2 separate regions of the Triticum aestivum genome follow, and region 2 is linked to region 1. A link is a contact called in public Hi-C data. All regions are on one chromosome and are shown on one strand. The core of a region is the stretch at or near the end of the contact, and the rest is flanking DNA. Distances in the headings are between cores, read along the strand shown.

The links. Hi-C and Micro-C count contacts between places; a contact is called where the count stands out from the background.
Region 2: a Hi-C map of leaf shows a contact between it and region 1, with 9 times the contacts expected there. The contact joins the promoter of LOC123182488 here to the promoter of LOC123171830 in region 1. A contact is called at or near these places in 2 of 5 Hi-C or Micro-C datasets (both in leaf).

Annotation. Positions count from the first base shown.
Region 1 is chr1D:412,086,552-412,090,740 of IWGSC CS RefSeq v2.1, forward strand. LOC123171830 (ethylene-responsive transcription factor 12-like) reads right to left here and starts at 1,819. Exons shown (of 1, transcript XM_044589058.1): 1 at 771-1,819. The coding sequence starts at 1,507. The coding sequence ends at 953.
Region 2 is chr1D:412,737,852-412,742,040 of IWGSC CS RefSeq v2.1, forward strand. It overlaps LOC123182488, which reads right to left and starts at 2,383. Exons shown (of 10, transcript XM_044595061.1): 1 at 1,988-2,383; 2 at 564-1,485; 3 at 394-484; 4 at 51-223. The coding sequence starts at 1,445.

The DNA.
Region 1 (4,189 bases), core at 569-3,068:
TATCCATTTTTGAACAAATGAAAGTCAAGTATTTTGGAACGGAGGGAGTACTAACTTGTATCCTTCTGCACTAGGAAGCTTTATTCTTTGGAGTAAGTTCTGACATAGCGCATTGAAATTGAAGAGTAATTGGAATGGGTCTATCTAGGACACATCTAAGCTGATGTCTACTCTATTTTGTGGTCTATTTTTTTTCTAGTTTTTTTGTTTCTTGTTGTTGCATTATATATTTGTGGGATCTTAGATGTGACATCCTTAAAAAAACATCTAGATGTGAATTAGACAAACTGAATTGGAATTGTACTGGTCATAGTTTCTACAACTGCTAGACAACCGAATAACAATAATAACAGTAATCTCAAAACATAAAATAACAATAATCACAACATCACTTCTCACATATCATTACAGACAATTCAGCACAAGGATCATTAACTTGAAATAGTTGGACGTTTCGCTTATAAATTTATACTTCGCGTGCTCCATTGGGGCTTACTGCGACAGGAACAATTTATAAACACAATGACGCTGCGGTTAACAACCTCTGTGGAGCCAAAACTGACGCATTCGTGCACCACACCGCACGTACGCTTGGGCTCACGGACGAGCACCTGGGCCACATGCGACTCAGGGAACCATGTCCATTCCATGGGATATCGCACGAACACTAACTCAGCTTAGAAGCGGCAAAGAAAACCAGTCTCGGGTTAAAGTGTCTTGCAAAGAGACACCACCAAGGAGGCCAGAACTGCAAGAGATCAGCAAAAACGAACACCAACCAAGGCGACACAAGGTGAAATTTTGCTAAAATGGGCAGCAGTTTATGTACACAGCACACGGACGAGTCTTCTCCACCACCCCGCTAAATTACCTCTACTCGCTACGTACGTAGTACCTACCATGATCCTACACTTGGAAGTTGGAGCTCTACACCCCTGCGCGGCGGAAGAGATCACGACCCAAACATGAGCGACGGCGGCTCGTTGAGGTCGAACTGGGGGCAGCTGCTGGGCCCCGTCCGGAGCTCCAGCACCGTGGACGGCGGCGACGGGGCGGCGTCCCTCGCGTCACCCGCCGGCAGCGGCTGCGCGAGGAACTCCTGCAGCCTGGACGGGAAGTAGACGAAGTGCCAGGGGGACGGGTGGGCGACGTCGAGGCGCCCGCCGAAGGGCCGCGCCGGCGGCCGGGGAGCCAGGAGGCACGCCTGCTGCTGCTGGTGCGGGGCGAGGTGGCCGCCGGCGAAGTTGGTCCTGGCCTTGGGCCCGCGCAGCGCGACGGCGGCGCGGTCGTAGGCGAGCGCGGCGTCGACGGCGGTGTCGTAGGTGCCGAGCCACACCCGCGTCTTCTTCCACGGGTCCCGGATCTCCGCCGCGTACCGGCCCCACGGCCGCTTCCGCACCCCGCGGTAGTGCCCCTGCGCCGCCGCGTCCGCCCTCCCTCCCGCCCCGGCGCCGCCGCCTCCGACGCCGCTGCTCCGGTGCCCCCTCGTCTCCGGCAGCATTTGCATGACGCCTCTCCCTCCTACGCTCACTTCACAGTATGGTTGGCGTCTTGGCGAGTGCGGTGGAGTTTCTTTGAAGAACCCTGGCTGGCGAGTGGTAGCTCTCTTATACGGAGCGGCAGGGCAGGAGGCCGGGATGGGCACGCTTGAGCTTGAGCGTGGTCCTTCTCACTGGCTCTCCTTTCTCCCACAGGGACGGACGGACCCTCGCTGCCTACTCTATGCTATGGCATGGCTATGGCGCGCCTCGTGAAGTGGGGAGGCACAGTGGCACTAGCGGCGTAGGCCTCTGGGGCACCGCGGGTAGAGTAGGGGTAGGCGTCGGGGGTTTGAGGGAGGGAGGCTGTCGCTGACCGGGCCTCGTGCGGCGCCTCCGCCCCAGCCGCCGCACGATTTGACGCTGCGCGGGGCCCTGCCGCCCCGCCCTGCACTGCACTGCCAGCCTCCTGCCGCCGTGACGCAAGCCCTACACCATCCATCATGCGTCCAACCCCGTCCCGTCCCGTCCTCCCCGTCCCGCCGTACCGCGCGCGCGGCCGTAGCCGGCCTACGCTACCCACTGACCCTGCGCTGCCGTGCGCGGCCGGGCAAAGCGGCCTGAGCCTGGCCTGCACGTTACGTTGTGTCACGTACTACGTCGCATTGTACGGCCGGTGCAGCCCTTCGCCGGCCAGGTGGTGATGGTACGTATGTGCCGCGGGGCCTTTTGACCCGTGTGGCCCCGGGATGCGTGTGTGGCAGGCCAGACCCAGACCAGGTGGCCGGCCGAGCGAGCGAGAGCGACGCACCACGCACGCACGGCGACGTGCCGGGGCACGGTTCGGTGGTTCACGTGGTGTCGTGGGTCGGGGGGCAGCACGGCTGCGGGGTGGGGGTCGGAGGCCCCGCGCGTGCGGCGCCGCACAGACGGCGGCGGGGCCCGGCCCGCCGCGCCGGGCCGTAAAAGGTTTTGGGCTGGAGCCGCGCGGGGCGCTGGCGTGGGCGGGCGTCGCTTCCTGATTCGTTTCTCGTGCGAGCGCAGCGCAGGCCCGGGTGGGGCATTCATTTTGGCGAGTCGTTTTCGGGAACTGGCATGGCGACCTGCAGCGGCCGCGGCAGCAGGAGCGGGGGAGGCACCGCATCGGGAACGCGCGAGCCGAGCCGAGGGCCATGCTTCCTGCCTGCCTGCCTGCCTGCCTGCCTTGCCTTCTGAAGGCTGCCGCTGCTGCAGTAGCGTGGCGACGCGTTGGGAAGAGGAGCACATTCATCACGTTACGCGTTCAGTGCACTGTTGACGCACGTACGCTTGCACCGGAGGCACCAGATGGGGAGGGGGGGTGCTTCCCTTTCCCTGCCGATACAAAACTCTCCGGAGGGTTAAATTTTCACTGCTGACACCGACCCTCGATGTAGTGTTAGCTCGCCGGAGCAGCTCCTGCGTCCGTCCGTGTAGGCGCACTGGTGGTGGTGGCACGCACGCTCCTGTTGTGTTGGTGAAAGACGCGGCGGCCTTGAATCGCTGATTCGATGAGTCCTCTCCCGCGGGGCTCTCTTCTACGTACCACTCGCACCGCGAATAATCAAATCTGATTCCGCGTCACCTCGGATGCTACAAGTATGCCACTACGAGGCGCACTGTTTGACCCTGCACAGTCCTGTCAACGGCTTGTCCCGTTCGTTCGTTCGTTCAATCCTGGATTCGTCCAACGAAAGTCCATGGATTCGACAGTGTACGTGGCGTCGTTAACCAACGCACTGCTGCCAAACTACCAGTACGTTGAAACCATGAACCGCGTTTGCCGAATGGTTCGGTGGGCACGCACGCACGCGCGCGCTAGCTCGATCACGAGACTCAAATAAGCTGCCAGGGCCTGGCATCATCGTCGCGGACACGCAACCGCGTTACGGCAGGATGGCCTTAACTCTGAAGGCCCTGCGCTGCCAAAGACGGACGGACGGGCGGACGCCGTGACCGGTCTTGTCCGGTGACGCCCACCACACGTACGCGCGTGGTACGCTCCCCTGCCCGCCGTGGCCGTGCACGTACGCCTGCGCCGCGCGGCGCGATCCCGTCCACAATAATTCGGCCATGCCGTATGGGGCTCCGCTGCCGGCCGGCCGTCCGACGCTGACACCCTCCCTCGCCGCTGGCCCCGGCTCGATCGGTCGTCCGGCGCTGCCTCGCCCGTTCACGTGAGCCTGCCTGCCTGATGTCATTTACCGCATTGCCTGCCGGATGACTTGTTGCTTCCGCTGGGCCGCTCTGCCCCGTTCGGCGCCGATCGGCGCCTAGCCTGCCGCAGGCGCCGTGCAAACTTCCGTGCCAGCCGTCGACGGGCGTCGGGCGGCGGCAAATTTGACAATTTTGACCTCGGGACGAAATCAATTCACAGAATGAACTGCCCGTGAAACTATTTCACTCCCTTGACTTTTTTTTGCAGCGCCCGCCACGCTGGCGCCACATCCAACGATGCAGCGCCTAGCTCGGGGGCGTTGCACTCCAGTCCACCGTGGCAGCCCTGGGCCCCGGACCCAGCAGTGCAACGCCTACGAGGTAGGCGCCACACATGTAATGTGCAGCGCCTAGCCCTTAGGCGCTGCACCGTGACTTAGATGCCAGCCGCCCGCTCCCCCTCCCCCCACCCCACCCATTCGTTCCAGGAGGAGTTACAGAACAGGCGCGCCAGCGGCTTCCTCCTCTCCCCCTCT
Region 2 (4,189 bases), core at 1,133-3,632, 650 kb after region 1:
AGGTGCCAAGAAAATTCTAATCACAAGTGTAGACTTCAGCAAGGACTTACCTTTTGAGGTGCTTGCTGAGGCAAGGTGTTCAAATTTTCATCAGATCCTATGTCATTATGGTTGGTATCTGTTGCAGCGACCCCCTCATAATCATCTGGTAGAATAAATGTTACTGATTTGCCTTTGCCCTTTTTCTTTCCAAGATCAAGTAGAAATGTAGCAGCAGCTTCAGCTGTACCAGAAATATGTTTGCTCATTATGAGTAAATAAGCAGGAAAGCTAGACGAAGCAATATAAAGTGATAAGTGCAGCCAACAACTCATGACATACTGGTATGGTCAGAATGAGCGTTATGCCAGATGTGCATGGAAAAGAAGTTCCACAAGTAAATCAAACACACACCTGAGGGTTCTCCAAAGATAGGTTGAGTATCATCAGTATGAGGATTTATCAGCCCATCTTGAGAGTCTATATCAACACTAGCATTGATATCCTAAAAGCAATCAAAAGCAGAGCATCAGCATATCATATTTGTGAACTTAGTTAAATTTCTAACAGATTTCAACCCTGACCTTTAGATTAGCTGCTGCATAATCATCACTAGTCCCAACAGCCTTGGATGAAGCCCTGCCAGGTTTTCTTTGTGATTTAGGGCGTAACTTTGCAGCCGTTTCCTCTGGACCAGGCTCTTCAAGGATGCGGATGTGGTTAACGAAATTGTCAACTGTACCATCATCAGTTCCCAAGGGTGGCTGAGAATCTGAGGTCTGTACATATTCTTCATGTCTAGGAGCTTGTGCCTGCTCATCGTTGCATCCTCTGACATCATCGTTACCATCCTCTTTATTTTGTGAGACCACGTCTACAGTTGAAGCTGCCTTCTTTTGGCCAGTCTTTCGGGACTTGGATGCTGCCTTGCTGAGTTTCACCTTAATTTTTAGCTTGGACTTTGCAACGTTTTCCTCTTCAGAATGTGTGTCAAATAGTTCCCCAAAGTCAGCTAAATCATCAACTGTCTTGCTAGTTGGATGGGTGGATGATGCTTGGGTCTCTGAAACAACCAAGTTTTCTTGGAGCGTAGCTACTTCAGATGGATCATCATGAGGATCGTCATTTTGTGAAACCCTATCTACAGAAGAAACTGCCAGCACATCATCAGAAGGTGTGTAAATAGTGCCCCCACAAGCTTCCGCACCACCAATCGTTTCACTACCAAGAACGGCCGAAGATGCTATTCCTTGATTCGTAACAAGTCCTTGAGACAAATTATCTTGACTTAAAGCTAGAGCCTTCTCATCACTTGTTTCCACTGTACGATTGGGTACAACAGATCTTGATGGCACAGATTTCTTCCAAAGCTTGCCCCGCAGCTTATTAGGATGAAACTTTGCAGCAGCTTCCACTTCTGCAGGGGCATCAATGATGTCGTCAAAGTTAGCCTCATCATCAATCATGTCCAACCCCCCTTTGTGGCCTCCAAGAAGCTGTTTTGACCTGCCAAAGTCACTTTAGGAAATATTGCAGGTTCAGAAAGCAGCAGCAGCAGCAGCAAGGAAAGCATGTTATATAAAAAAGAAATGAACAATATATTAACTGACAGAGAGATAACAAAATAAAAGGAAACGGAAATCCTTGTTGGCACTATCTTTCTAAGGCACCGTAACAACTTATCAGTCCATTTTGCCGTGCACAGGACATACCAGACAATTTACAATCAAAACACACAGGTAAACTTCTGGTAACCAGCCATATTTTCCAGGTTCTAACGGGCATCATCAACATAATTGCATTCCTTTCTTGCAAGATTAAAGGGTCATACAAATTTAGCAATTAAATCTTACTAGTATTTGATTTAGTTCCCAAGCCATCAACGACCGAATTTCTAAGATATTTCAACAACCGTATACACGGTTCATCAACAAGAAATAGACAACACGCCAAACATTCGCGCAGAACAAAATAAATCAAATAGTGACGTGGAGCATTGAATCTTTACCTGGTGACGCCACGAAGGTGCTTCCCCGGTGACGGCGAGGATGAACCTTTTGGCCCCTCCTTGAAGAGGCCGCGGTTGCCTGCGGCGCGGAGGTAGAGGACTGGGAGGAGAGGAGGGGGGCAGCGGCGGAGAAGCACGGACTGGGTAGGGCGGCGGTGTTGGGGGACGCACGGAATCGGTAGGCGGTGGCGGTGGCGGTGGCGGCGGCGGCAGGGAGGCTACGAGGCGGGGAGACGCCTGCGGGGGAGAGAAGGGAACGGAGAGGCCGGCGGCGGCAGGGCAGCCGAGGACGGAGAGGCGGCGCGGCGGTTGCCTTCCCAGTTCGCACGCCCTCGCCGCCTACGGACGGAGTCCAGACCAGACTCCCAGACGAGGCCTTCAGCGGGGGCGAATCCTAACGCGCGGAATAGTCTCCCCCTCTGTGGGCCGAATCCTAACTAGGCCACCTTTATTTCCGGCCCTTTTGCATTCAGTTCGCGCAGGTCATTTCGGGTTTTGGTATTCCCCTTTTTACGTGTCCCACAGTTGGTCCTGCTGTTTTTCCATGCTTTTTTTTCGCCTATATACTTGATTTCTAGGGCATAGTGATGTCGTATGCTAGATTCCAGACCACCTATATCTCACATTTTTACCTCTGCTTGTCTGTGCGGGTTTTGATTGAGTAGGGAACGAGCGTTATTCAACCTTTTAGTTTCTTTTCAAGGGTGTAGGTAAACCGGTTGCTAACTCTCTCCTCTTTCCATGATTCCATCATCTTTTTTTCTTCTGATTTACATCTTGTTTCGGTAGTTTCATCTTTGTTCTCATCTAAGTTTGGTCCATAGTAGGATGAGATATTTTGTCCACATCTGCAAATATTCTTTGTAGTTAGCAGTAATTTGATTGATGTGGAGGACTAAACCCTAAACCCTTATTTCATACAAAGCATTCGGTGCATCCGTAAGTTCAACATGAACAAGATTGATGTGGAGGCCTGCCAACAAGAAGAGGAACAAACTACATTAGATGTACTCATCGGAAAGAAGGCGAAGAGTGACCAATAGATACTAGATATTCAATTAACATGTCCTTTTGCCATTTTTAGTGCCTCGAGCATATTTTGAATCCATGAACATTAATATAGTTCAAAGAATTCGTAATATGTTCACGAATAAAAAAATGTTCGTGAATTCAAATATATGTTCACGGCTTATCAAAATGTTTGAAAATTTAAAAAATGTTTGAGAATTTTAAAAATGTTCATATTTGTAAAAATAACTCAAAACATGTTCATGAATTTAAGTAATTCTAGTGGATTCAAAAAATATCAGTGAATTCAAAAAAAATGTTTGCCACGTTTAAAAATGTTCCCAAATTTCAAGAAATATTGCGAGTCCATAAAATGTTTGTGAATTCAAAAAAAACTATGAATTTAAAAAATGTTCGCATCCTTGAAAAATGATTTATGAATTCAAAAATGTTCAGGAATTTGAAAAAAATTGTGAATTCTCAAAAAATAATCGCAAATTTTAAGAAATGTTCACAATTTGAAAAAATGTTGATGAACTCAAAAAATGTTCGTGAATTCAACTAAGGTCTGCAAAATTGATAAACTGATTCTGAATACAAAAATGTTCATGAAATTGAAAAAATGATGGCGCAACATGAAAATGCTCGTGAATCTGAAAATTATTCGCGATTCAAAAAATAATGACAAATTTGGGAAAAATGGTCAGGAATTCAAAAAATGTATGTAAATTCAAAAAATTATTCATGAATGTTAAAAATTGACGCAAATTTGAATGTTCTCTTTTTTTAACAAACTAAAAAATGTTCGTGAGTTCAAAAATTGTTCATTAATGCATACAGAATAAAGGAAGTGAGTCAGTAACTGAAGTGTGTAGTATCTTTGGTTTTGTGAGTATTAATGATAATCTATGAACCTGGATGTTTCTTTATCAGCTAGCATCTCTGACGGACTAGGAGCACACTCTCCAACTCCAAAAACATAACTGGAAGAGAAACTCCATAAGATAAAAGAGCATATCGTGAATCCCGGTAGCTTAGAGCTAATGATTTGACCACAAAGGGAGCAGTAGCATGCGCGGACTTGATCAGTGCAAACATTAGGAGCTTCCAAAGATGGCCATCGCAAACAAGCCATGACAAAACATGCCGCATGATGTAACCACATTAGAGCGACTGGACACAGATGGTGGTAGG